Linked DNA regions of Pan troglodytes: region 1 is linked to region 2. The links are chromatin contacts, called in public capture Hi-C maps. All regions are on one chromosome and are shown on one strand. Each heading gives the region's core, a stretch centred on a gene start, on an enhancer-like site or on the middle of the called end of the contact. The rest is flanking DNA. Distances are from core to core; before and after follow the strand shown.

Region 1 (6,510 bases), core at 2,932-5,431, 150 kb before region 2:
GTTTATCTCACATAAATATTAGCTTGTATGCAGAGATAAAAATCCAAGGGATACTCACTGCAGTGTTCGTTTAGTAGTGAAATATAAAAGCAATGTAAACATTGTTAATAGGACTGGTAAAATAAATTAGGGCCCTCTAGGGCACAGAAGCCTGTGTGAAATTTACCATGAACCAATTTGCCATGAACCAGGAGTTATGCACGTAAGGAGACTGGACGGTTTGCCATAGTAAAATTTTCAGTTACAAAAGTAGCTTTGCCAAAATCATGTAGAATGTGGTCTTTCTGTAAAGATGTGTGCTCTACACACACACATGCACACACACATAATATCTGGAAGAATGTGTTCTACACTGTGATGTTACAAACAGTGGCTATGTTGGGGGGTGGGAGGAAAAGGAGGAAATTCACTTTCTACTTTGTACATGTTTGCATTATTTGAATTGTGTTGCAAACATGTACTAATTTTGGATTTACTATCACGGTGCTTGAGGACATACTCGAGTCATCCTCAGAGTATCTCTGGAAGGCAAGCTTTTTGGGTCCTTGCATCTCTGCAAGGGTTCCATTTTGCTCTCTAACCTGAATGTGATTTCGGCTCAGCACAAGATCCTACGTGCAAGCCAGCTTCCCTCAGAACTGCCAAGTCCCACATCGTCTCCTAACATCTGACACTGGCAGTGAGAAGTCTAATGCCAATCTGAACTGTGTTCCTTTGCAAGAAACCTCATTTTTCTTTCTGGGAGCTTTTGATATTCTACTCGGCCTTGGTTTTCTGAAAATTCAGCACAATGTGTCCAGCGCAGGCCTTTCTTATTTCTCCTGCTCCCAATGCAGTGGGTACCTTCAATATGATGACACGTGTCTTTTTGTAACTCTGGAAAATTTTCACTGATTTTTTCTTTTCAATTCCTTCTCCACATTCCCTCTTTTCTTCCTTCCCAGAATTCTTTAACTAGATGTCCATCGTGGAGATTCATTCTCTATGCCTCTTATCTATCTTACATTCTCTCATCTATCTTACACATAGAATGTTGGTGCATTCTAGAAGAATCCCTTAAGCTTTAGCTATATCCATTCTGCTACTCAGCCCATGCATGGAGCTTAATACAGTATTTCAATAATCCCATTTTTAACTTCTTAGATCTCTGGTGGATTCATTTACATCCTAGATGATGCTTTACATACTTGAATCTCTCCGAAGTACCTAAAGTTGCTCCATTTTCTTCAGTTTGCTGGGTTATTCCCATTCGTTACGTTTTGGTTCTTCAGTTGGATGCATCTGGAGTCATGCACCCCACTGTTGATTTCTCTCAAGTGTCTGCTGATGTGTGATGATTTGCTTATCTTTATGTGTTAAACGCCCTGGTTTCCTGCCTGGTCCATTTATTGATGCCTGCTTTCTGAGATTGTGGGGAGGGGCAGGGCCAGCTGCTGCTGGCTGACAGATCTTGTTTTCTGGGTGTGGGAGCCACCCTGGCTCTCTGGAGGTCACTGACTCACTGGCTTTGTGACCTGGAGCCCTCACTACCCGCTTTGGCCTCAGGCAAATATCATTCCTACTTGACACTGTGGAGAGATGGAAAGAGCCTCCTCCCCGAATGAAGACCCTCAGGAAACCTGCTTGGCAAGGCCCCTGAACCCCACCTCCACCCTCCCGCCTGCCAGGTCTTCAGCTCTGGATTTGTTTCCTGCCCTTCCCGGACCTTTGCCTGTGTTTGATCTGGCTTCGTTTCTCTGAGTGGCTGATTTTATTTGCCTTTTAACTTTCAAGACCTCCTGGTCTACTGTTGTCACTTTATCTTGTTTGGATTATAATTTGCACTGTTGTTTTGCTCTTCCCATATGATTTGGGATGGGATTTAACATGTAAGAAAAATAAATATTATTTCTGTGGTTACATGACTTCCCCAGTGTAGAGAGGGCCAGGAAATGTACGAAGTCATCAATACTGATGCCAAAGTGTGGTGTCGGAGGTCACCATCCCCAAAATGGATTAAACAGCACAGACGGCCCATTCCATGGAGTTAATCAGCTTAATTGTGTTTCTTGGCATTACTGAATTTGGGGAAATAAGTTACTCTAAGTAACTTCAAATGTTAAACGTCAGATCACCAACATCTTATATTAAATTTGGAAATAACCCTTCACTAATCAAGAGAAACATATACTCAAAACGGAACAATTGATATTTTCCTCTTCTATTCTCTTCTTCTCCTCCACCAATAAATTTTAATAAGGAACATGTAACTCCTAAGTTTGTAAAACTAGATAAACAAAGTGCTTAAAAATCTAAATTTTGTTGTTTTGTTTTTGTTATTACAACCCAAGATACTCTTCACGTTAAGGTTAGAGGTTGGGTTTGGTTACCATCCCAGAGTTCCGCGTGGGAAGTCTTTCAGATTTCTTCTTTAATTCTTCTTTCGCATTTGGTTTTCTTCAAACAGGATGAGAGAAGCACACAGAAAGAAGGCATTCACTTAATTTTACAGACTATTTTTCCTGGGTCCTAGCTTAGAGAGGAGCATCTTGACCCAGATGTCCTCTTTAGCATCTTTTGTGTGGGGGGAGGACTCAGCTGCCGAGATGCTGGCAAAGGTGTGGATGCCATTTGCTCCTCATCTGCTCCTTTGTGCGTAATGACAGGAGTACACTGGGCAATGAGTTTGATGAGAAATTGAAAAGGCAAAAGGTGAACGGCCCACATAGCCCTTCTAATGTAGGCGTTGAAAGAGTGTAATTTCCTGGAAAGCAACTTCAATGTCAGATTGAAATGCCGGTTTCAACGTGCTCTTCAGGCACTGACTCCCTAAGCCTGGAAGAAATGCCTTCTCAGGGGTGCCGTCCCACGCAGAGAGCAAGTGGGCCTCCCTGTTTCCACTCTCTGCCCTCCCCAACCATTTTCACCAACAGGCAGAAGGATCCTTTCAAAATAGAAACCAGATCCTCTCACTCCCAGCACAAAACCTGGCAAGGGCCTGCCATTGCCCTCAACCAGAAACCCAAAGTTCTCACATAGCTGATGATATGGTTTGGATCTGTGTCCCCACCCAAATCTCATATTGAACTGTAATCCCCAGCTGGGTCCTAGTGGGAAGTGATTGGATAATGGGGGCTAATCTCCCCCTTGGTGCCGGTCTGATCATGAGTGCGATCCCCTGATATCTGGCTGTTTAAAAGTGTGCAGCACCTTCCCCAGCCCCTTGGTCCTGCTCCTGTCCTGTAAGACGCCTGCTCCCACTTTGCCTTCCGCCGTGATTGGAAGCTCCCTGAGACCTCCTCAGAAGTAGATGCTGCCATGCTTCCTCTGCAGCCTGTGGAGCCATAGGCAATGAAACCTGTCTTCTTATAAATTACCCAGTCTCGGCCAGGCACGGTGGCTCACGCCTGTAATCCCAGCACTTTGGGAGGCCAGGAGGGAGGATCACGAGGTCAGGAGATCGAGACCATCCTGGCTAACATGGTGAAACCCCTTCTCTACTAAAAATACAAAACATTAGCCGGGCATGGTAGTGGGTGCCTGTAGTCCCAGCTACTCAGAAGTCTGAGGCAGGAGAATTGCTTGAACCCGGGAGGCAAGAGGTTGCAGTGAGCTGAGATTGTGCCACTGCACTCTAGCCTGGGTGACAGAGTGAGACTCCGTCTCAAAACAAACAAACATATTACTCAGTCTCAGGTATTTTTCTTTCTTTCCTTTTTTTTTTTTTTTTTTTTTTTTTTTTTTGAGACAGGGTCTCCCTCTGTCACCCAGGCTGGAGTGCAATGGTGCGATCTCAGCTTACTGTAACCTCCATCTCCTGGGTTCAAGTGATTCTCCTGCCTCAGCTCCCCACCCCACCAGTAGCTGGGATCACAGGCATGCACCACCATGCCCAGCTAATTTTTGTATTTTTTAGTAGAAATGGGGTTTCACCATGTTGGCCAGGCTAGTCTCGAACTCCTGACCTCAGGTGATCCTCCTGTCTCAGCCTACCAAAGTGCTGGGATTACAGGCGTGAGCCACCGTGCCTGGCCTCAGGTATTTCTTTATAGCAACGTGAGGACTGACTGATACAGCTGAGGAGCCCCTCTGTGATCCAGCCAGCTTCCCCCTAATCACCCTCCCTCACAGGGCTGCAGCCACAAGGCTTCCAGCCGCTCTAGGATTCTGCCAAACCTTTGCACTTGCTGTGCCTCCAGCTAGGAATGTTTTCCTTCCAGCTTCCCCCACCACGGCTTCCTCAGTCAGTGGAGGTTTCTGCTTCAATGCCTCCCTGCAGGAGCCCTCCCCAGCCACCCAGTGATGACAGGAGCTCAGGGAGACTCTCCATCGCCCTCTTCTGTTCTGTGTCCTCTTAGGACTTTCTTACTCTCTGACATCATAGACTCACATGCTTGCTTTCTGTCTCCCACATTAGAACATAAGTTGCACGAGAACAAGGGCTGTGTTTTGTTCTCTACATAGTCCCCGCATCTAGAACCCAGCCTAGCAATCAGGAGGGGCTCAGTAGGTATTAGTGGGTAACCAAATGCTTCTGGATTTTAAAATAAAATTTAAAAAGGACTGTGCCTCATAACTGTACAGATAAATTCAATTTCCAAAGGATTCATTTGACATAAAAGTATGACAAAAGGGTTCCTCAAAAAGTTAAACATCCAATAACCATATGACACAGCAATTCCGCTCCTAGGGATATAACCATGAAAATTAAAAGCAGGGACTCAAACAGGCACCTGAATACCCATATTCATGGCTGCATTATTCACGGTAATCAAAAGGTGGAAACAACCCAAATGCCCTTCAATAGATAGAAAGACCAACAAAATATGACATAGTCACACAATGGAATATTATTCAACTCTAAAAATGAATGAAATGCAGATACATGCTGCAACATGCATGAACCTTGGAGATATTATAAGTGGAATAAGACAGACACAAAAGGACAAATATTGTATGATTCCTCTTATGTAAGGTAACTAAAATTGGCAAATTCACAGAGACAGAAGCGAGAATAGAGATGATCAGTGGCTGAGGAGAGGGAGAAAATGGGGGTGATTGTTTAGTGGGTACAGAACCTCTGTTTAGGATGATAAGGAAGTTCTGGAAGTGGGTAGCGATTATGTTTTCACAGCATCGTAAATGTACTTAATGCAATATACACACACACATACATATATACACATATATTCATATACACACACATATATATTCATATACACGTATATATTCTCAAAAGAAAATGGCAAAGCACTTACTCTATTTGCTTTGATTTTATGAAATTAGATGAATTTATCCTGAGATATTTTTATTAGATGAATCGGCACTAGTAAGTCTTTACCATCTGTTTAACTTAAAATTCTAACAAAAATTCTTGATTTAACATTCCTTATTGGTTTTATAAAGATGAGTCCTGATAATTATGTACATAAGCCAGTGATGTCTGATTTTATTATGCACACAAGAGAAAATACGTCAGATGCTTTCTTATTTTTCCCAGTGTCATTTGTAAATATTACTCAAAGTTTTTACCCATATTATTACTTCTGTTCCCTCAGGATTTAAAAAAAAAACACTTCTACAAATGTTTGTCAAAATTGGGAGCACTTTAACAAACAGCTCTCAAATATAGTACCTTCTAACATGTCATTAAATATTCTCCTTTGAATATCATTTAGACCTTTTCAGTTACATTGGGAAATTCTCTAATATATTCCATAAATTATAATAAATAATGTCCTGTTAAACTTCTGGGGGTTTCAGCTCATGTGTGATGTGAGTAATTCAAGTTCAGTTCTGTGTTCTCCCTGGTGTCCCCAGGTCCTAACACCAGCCGTACCCATTAGGGACGGAGCCCGCTCCACCAGGCATTTCAAAGGATTCCAAGCTCCGTGTTTGAGTGGTCATCATGGGTGGAAAGGCGGTGGGGGAGGAAGGCTTGAAAGCCTGGTTTACTGTGGCTGAGGGTCTGGGTCACCTTTGTAAAACTCTCAGAGCAATTACGAAAGCATTTGCATCCATAGGTCCTCAATAAATACCATTTGAATGAATACCCCAGGGTTTTGCAGAGGCTGTTACTCCATCGTGAATGGTGGGAGACAGATTTTAGTACAAGGACAAACACTTGTTTAATTGCCATGCATTTTTTAACAATTAAGACAAATTAAGACATTGGTTTTTCACTGATAATAAAAATATGAAGTGTCTTTTAAAAATACATACCTTTAAATTTTAAATGTTTATATTTAAAAGAATGAATTGACTTGCAGTGTAGGATTTGAAAACCATCCATAGGGTGGTACATAAATAACTGAACTGGCCGGGCGTGGTGGCTCATACCTGTAATCCCAGCACTTTGGGAGGCCAAGGCGGGAGGATCACTTGAGCCCAGGAGTTCCAGGTTAGCCTGGGTGACATGGTGAAATCCCATCTCTACAAAAAATACAAAAATTAGCCAGGCATGGTGGTGTGAGACTGTGTGTAGTCCCAGCTACTGGGGAGGTGGAGGCAGCAGGATCACTTGAACCTGGG
Region 2 (6,690 bases), core at 2,839-5,338:
TGGCCTTGTTTGTGGTCACCCTAATCCCCGGCCTTGCTCCCTTCCAGGTTTCAGCCCCGCTTCCTCACGGTGCTGCTGGATCACCGTCCATGTTAGCCGCTTGCACCCGAATCCTCAGCTCAGGGTCTGTTTTGGGGCGACCTTATATTAAGAGAGCAGAGTCTGGCGCCTAGTAAATACTAAGCTCTCAGCAAAAGGTATGTGTGTGATATAGAGGGAGAAAAGATTCATACATACACATATGTGTGCATATGTGTACCAATATGCACTTGCAAATGTGGAAATCTAGATGAATGTACATGTGTTTATCTGTATGTATATATGTGTGCATACAGATATGTGCATGTATGTGTATATCTGCTATTTGTCTATATCCACATATATGTATGTATGCATATAGATGTGTGCATGCAGGTATATATGTGTGTATATCTATATCATGTGTATGTGTCATGCATGTGTGTCGATGTCAGTGCATGTGTGTATATGTACATGAATGCACATGCATAAATGTGTATATATGTGTGTATATATGCATGCATGAGCATATTTAAATATAGCTCTGTGTATATGTTTACATAGGTGTATGTGGGCATGTATGTGCATATATGTATAGGCATGTGCATATAGGTGTGTGTTTATACATAGACATGTGAGTATATATGTATATATCTATATGTGTATATATGTATTATACATATATGTAGATGTGGGCATAAGTATTTGTGAGTACATGCATGTGTACTGTATATGTACACATCTATAAGGATGTACATTTATGTATCTGTAGGTCTATATGTGCATGTGTGAGTGTACATGTGTACATGCGTATACGTAGGTATGTGTGTATGTATATATGAATGTGTGTCTGTATATGTGTATTCATCGTGTGTATATGTGTGTGCATGTGTTCCTGTGTGTGCATATGTGTTCCTGTGTGTGCATATATGTACATATGTGTGTGTCCACAGCTGGGTGGTGAGAGTCACACAGCAGGAAACAGGTGTTCCCTGACTGCGTCCCCAGAACGTATTCTCCGAGGGCCTCTCCATGACTCTCTGCTGGCCTCACTTCCAGGCCCCCACGCTGGGCCTTATCCCACCTCTCCCTGCCCTCAGCTCCTTCTTTGCACAGGTTCCCATTCACCAGAGGCCCCCGGCTTCCTCCCCACACCAGGTTACCTTGGGAAGTGGGAAAGCCGGAAGAGGAGACCTCACAGCAGAGCCTACCAACAGCTGCTCAGTGGCAGGACCCAGGGCGGCTGCAAGGAAATGAAATCCCCTCTCACTTAACAGCCTAATAAGGATTTGAACCTGAATCTGCCAGGAATTTCAGTTTAACTGCTTTCTCAGATGTGAAGAACATGTCTGGGCTTTCAAGCATGCCCCGGGGAGGAGCCGCGACAGGCTGAAGGGGAGGATGGCGCCTCTTGCTGAGGCTCCACCTGCCCGAGCTTCTCTGTGAGGCCCCGGAAAACAGCACAGGCCTGGCAGGGGAGCTAGATGTGCAGATGAGAGGGGGCAGCCGTCCCAGGAGACCAGCGCTTGTGGGGGGAAATGATGTCAGCAAGACGCAGCGGCAGCAGCAGCAAGGAGTCGCTTAAGGACATTTCCAGCTGCCCTGGGCAACCTGATCCTCCTGGGAGAGGGGCCCACAGACTCAGAAGGGCTGCAATGCTCAGAGCCCAATCCTCAGGGCTGCGCACTTAGCCAGACAGGCTGAGCTGCATGAAACTGCTTTGTCATTCACACTGGGCCATTCACACTCTCCCAAGTGGAGTCCTCACCCCTGATCCTGCCGGCTGGTGGCCAGGCCCAGGGCCCCTCACTTCCTCCTTCCGCCTCATGTGTTCTGCTCAGCCACCTTGGCCTCCTTCTAGTTCTTCAACAAGAGGCTCATCCCCCTCCCAGGGTTTGCTCTGGTGCTCCCTCTGCCTGGAGTGCCCTTCCCAGCTCCTCACAGGTGCGGCTTGTTCTGGGCAGTCAGGTGCTTCAGGCTTCCCTGCCCCCCTGCCACCAGCCTCCTATTTAATTTCATTCTTGCAGCTGGCCCTTTTCTACTTTGTCGTGTTTAACTCCCTACCATTTATTTTTCTCCTCTCTCCCTGGAAGGCGAGCTCCCTGGTCATCGTGGGCCTTGCGTGTGTTTCTCATGCTGCATCCTCAGAGCCTAGAGGCATGGAGTAGCTGCTCACTGAATCCTCACGGAATGAATGAATGATTGACCACACCCATCACATTAAGCCTTATGGGATTATTATCAAGAACGCCCTATTTAATGATGGGGACATGCTGCCCCACTTCCATCCCTGGGCCTTGGTGCACAGGCCAGAAAGTCCGAGACAGACCATCTGTCGTCCTTACAGGGGACCAACTTGCACAAACAAATGGGCATCAGCACCCACTGGGAGCAGCCGTGACCCCTGGGTCCTCGGTACCAGCCACAAAGCCAGTTCTGAGTTTGTTCAGAATCCTGCTTAGAATGAAGGATGCTCCTACACCAGAGATCTCTTAATACGACCACCAAACACCACGGGATTTTCCAAGGTAGCTGCCACAGCCGCAGCACACAAGCTCTGTTCCTGGCTTGCTTCTGCCATCTGCTGGCCACTTGATAAAAGGCACCGGGGGTTATTTTCCAGTCTCTCTGAGGCTCTTGTTTTGTGGGAGGAACTCATCATCACCTTTATCTTCACAAGGGCTGCTTGGCAGACCTGTCCCATAAGTAGTGCAACTCGGGAAGATCCTAGACCCCTTGTGGGTAGGGCAGTCATCCAGTCCTGCATCTTATGACTTCACACGTTACAAACATTAACTTGCTAAACACTCAATGTGAAACCTAGGAGTAAGGGACAATTATCTTTACTATCTACAAACAAGGATGTTCAGGCACAGAGAGGCTCAGTACATTGTGCAAAGTCACACAGCTACAGAGTTGTGAAGCCGAGATTGGAACTCAAGCAATAAGGCACTTTGATGGCAGGCACCTTAATGGGGGGGGGGGGAGAACACCCTTTACCAACAACCATGCAAATGGCCCAGGTGCTCCTGTGACCCCTGATCCCAGGGGCTCCACCAGAGCACCAGAGAGAGAGGGATGTGGGAAGAGCAGAGGACAGAAGAGGACACGTGCATCTAACCACTCGGAGGACAGGAGAAGGCGCCCTAACCTTCTGAGCTGCCATCTTCCAATCAGGAGGAGGGGAGCACTGGATACATAATCTCAAGGCTTTCCCTACAGTTCTCTCAACAGGACAGACAGGCAGGGGTGCACAGTGGTTAGAGCACAGGCTTTTTGGTCAGACAGAACTGGGTTAAAGATCAGACACGTCCACTCACTCTCAATGAGTCCGTATCTGTAAGCCTAAGCTTCCGTCCTCACACATGTTGATAAAAGAAAAAAAAAAAAAAAGGCCAAGTGCAAAGCTTTTAGCATTGTTTCTGGTTCAGGGTATGGACTTAATACATGTTTTCTATCATTATAACCACACTAAAGGCTCTGAGAAGTCCTGCAGGAAGGAAAACTACTTGTCTTTATCTCAGCCATCCCCAAGCTAGCTGCCCACAGAGCCACCATGGAGCCCCACAGCTCTGTCACCCCACAGGGCCCATGTGCCTGGCCCATTCATGTTCCCTCACATGGGAGCCTCAGGCCCCAGTGGAAACAGACTCAGGAGACAAACCCAGGCCTCCTGCTCCCAGCTCCCCACTCTGTCCTTCTGCTTCTACATCCAACTACCCCCAAAGCAGTTTCTACAATCCATAAACAAAAGAATTCAGAGACAATTCTCCAGGGCTCCCAAGACGACATATTTCATCTGTGGCTTCTACAGTGCTTATTTGTCAGTTTTACAGACCAGAGGCAATGAAGAGTCTAAGGCCAAGAAGGCTGTTTTTAATAATTCTGTCATTATTCTCAATTTTCAGCACCACCACACATGAAAAACCCATTTCCAATTCCCTTAAAGGTGTTAAATGGTTTTTGCACTGTGTTGCAAAAGTTTGCCGTCAGCCAAACTGCTACGAAGTGGGCTTGTAGCGTCCGGTCCTGAGCTGTGGGAACGACTTGGTCGGGCCTGATCCGCTGGAGCCCAGCTCTTTCCCCAAGCGTTCAATTCCCAGTACATGCCACACGGGTCACTGTGGATTTCAGGGTGGACTCACCGCGCTGCTGAGTGTTGCAGTCCAACCGATTTCACAAGACTCCATGCAGGACACCTCCACCCGGCCCAGGCTCAGGCAGGATATGAACAGGAAACCACTGTTTCCTGCCGGTCAACACTCAGGAACTGATGAAGTAACCCAGTGCCCAGCCCCTCTGACAGCCACGGAGCCAAGAAGAGGGAAGTGAGGCGGCATCCAAGGCGGCCCCTGAAAGAACTAAGCAAGGCAAGTTCAAGGGGTTCAGGGCTCTGCAGCAGCTGATGGGGAGCAGGGAGGAGCATTCCGTTTTCAGGGCATTGAAAGTCCTTGAAAGGAGAAAACTTTTATAAGGAATGACAAGGCCTGGATGCAGAAGGTGGGAGACCCCTGCCCTTAATAACCGTCATAGTTACCAATGACAACTATGATAAAGAGATGACTTTCTGTGGCTCCCACTTGCTGCCCTCTGTGGTTCCAGGCACATCACAGAGAACTCTTCATTTTCATGAGGCCCCATAAGGACATCCCTATCAATATCCTGATGTTACAAATGAGGGAACCAGGACACAGAGATGCTGAGGAACTTGTCTGAAGTTACATGGTGGAGACATAGCCTGGGACACAGCAGTGAGAGGGACAGACAAGCCCTGCCCCTGTGCACCAAGCCATCTGCTGGGGACGCAGAAATCAAACAGCTCGTGGCTGCCCTTGTGCCCAGCGCTGTGGGCATAAGCGAGCTGCTTTGAAGAGACAGCGTGGTGACCTGCCCGGCTGGCCCAGGCAGCATCACACAGCAAGAAGGCGGGCTTTGAAGGGTTTTAAACAGAGTCGTGTTCCCACGTCTGCAGTGAGAGGGCTGCAAGCCTTTGTGTTTTTCACACGATGTTACACAGCGTTGGGGTCCACAGACCTGCCTCGGAAGCTGCTCATGGGCAAATGGACGACCACAGGTGGGGAAGGAAATTTCCCCCAAACACACACATGCTTCACCCAGAGCAGCCAAGCTGTTTGTGTGTTTGTGTGTATTCATGTGTGTATGTGTGTGTGTGTGTCTTATGCCTAATGGTTCATTGAGTTTAAGGATCTCTCAGCTCCCTTGCAGCACAAATGTTTCATAATTTGGTGGTTAGCGCACAGTGACCAGGCAATACACGTTCATCAAAATGCACCAATGAGACAGAGACAGGAGAGGATGTTTTGGCAGCAGACAGACATCCAGGAGGCACAGCACACCCCCATCCCCCGGCCCCAACCTCAGAGAGATAATCAGGGGAACAAAGGGCATTAGTATGAAATGACCAAAGAGACTTACCGAGCAACATCAGACTCCCTGCAACACGTGTGCTGATGGGACAGAGGGGGAGTTATTTTTATACTTAAGAAATAACCAAGCATTCTGCATGCCCAAAACCAGTTTGGGTTTTAAATACCTTTCATAATTTTTCTGACTATGGAGGTAATACATCCTCAGGGCATAAAATTTAGAAATTATAGAAGAGTATTTTAAAAAATCCAACCATTGAGCAATAACCATTATAAAAATTTTACTGTTTTCCTTTCTTGTCATTTATCTAGGCTCATACAGATATTTGGGGCTTTTTTCACAAAACTAGGAAAATGTTAAAATATATATTCTAATAATGTCTCGATTTTATTATTAGATTTATCATAACCATAAAAGATTTGAACACTTTTAACGACAGCATATTATTCCATTTCCATGGAATTACTGTAATGAATCTCCTACTGTTGGGTTTCAGTTGCTTCCAAATTTGAATGTAAATAATTTGGGGGCAGTTCTCACTCCATCAATGGCAGACTAGGTTGAATACAGCCGAGGTTTTGCAGGCACACACTATGCCCAAATTAAAGCCACAGCCCAGGATGTTGGCCATGGAGAGATGATGCTTTCAACTGTATCAACTCTTGAAGCTGGTGAACCATGGCTTCTCCCCTTCAGGCGCTGGCAGACCTTCTCCTCACACTCTTGGCTCTTTGCTGGGCTGACAACTCCCTACTTGCCCTGCAGGCCTTCCCTGAGCTCTGGGGTCTTCTTTCTGCCCCCTTCCATAGCTCCCCGTGGCTGCCACATCTCAGCACTGACATCCTACGTGGCTCTTTGTCCACACCTAGCTCCCTAGACCATGCACCCCTTGTGAGCTAGGTCTTTGTCTTCCACATGGAAGTTCTCACTAAACACTTGAATAAAGGAATGAATAAACAAATGAATGAACAAACAATCTAACAAAGAAGGAGCACATGGGCTGACCTTGCAGGGCTCTCACGCCAAATCCTGGAGGCGCCTTCTGCAGCCGTTTCTGTCTCCCAGCCAGTTCACCTGCTGCTCAGGCTGCTCCTCAGAAATGGCGCGTACAGGAAGCACGTGCTTGTTTGTGCTGGCTCCATGTTTGTTTGCATTTAGGATCACGGAGTTTACTCAATTAAGAAATAGAGTGGAGAGGGGGTACTGCCTCTGTTTGGCAGACAAAACAAACAGAGGAGAGGGGAAGATGTCCAGGGCAGATTTCTCCCGCTTTCAATCTTAAAT

What was found. Capture Hi-C pulls out chosen DNA fragments and counts their contacts.
Region 1: a contact with region 2 is called in a capture Hi-C map of stem cell-derived neural stem cells, with 2.9 times the contacts expected there. The contact joins two enhancer-like sites. A contact is called at or near these places in 2 of 7 Hi-C or Micro-C datasets (induced pluripotent stem cells and stem cell-derived neural progenitor cells) and 1 of 1 other capture datasets (stem cell-derived neural stem cells).

The regions. Positions count from the first base shown.
Region 1 is chr21:66,508,957-66,515,466 of NHGRI_mPanTro3-v2.0_pri, reverse strand. The region is part of intron 4 of LOC107970072; the gene reads right to left. Among named protein-coding and RNA genes, the nearest start is that of MIR646, 100 kb to the left of the region's middle. Within about 2 kb of position 4,181, at least 1 of the 24 cell types and tissues checked has an H3K27ac peak or open chromatin away from gene starts, as enhancers often do. A contact at or near this core is called in stem cell-derived neural stem cells, where this site is marked.
Region 2 is chr21:66,357,874-66,364,563 of NHGRI_mPanTro3-v2.0_pri, reverse strand. No RefSeq gene overlaps it. Among named protein-coding and RNA genes, the nearest start is that of LINC02910, 13 kb to the left of the region's middle. Within about 2 kb of position 4,088, at least 2 of the 24 cell types and tissues checked have an H3K27ac peak or open chromatin away from gene starts, as enhancers often do. A contact at or near this core is called in stem cell-derived neural stem cells, where this site is marked.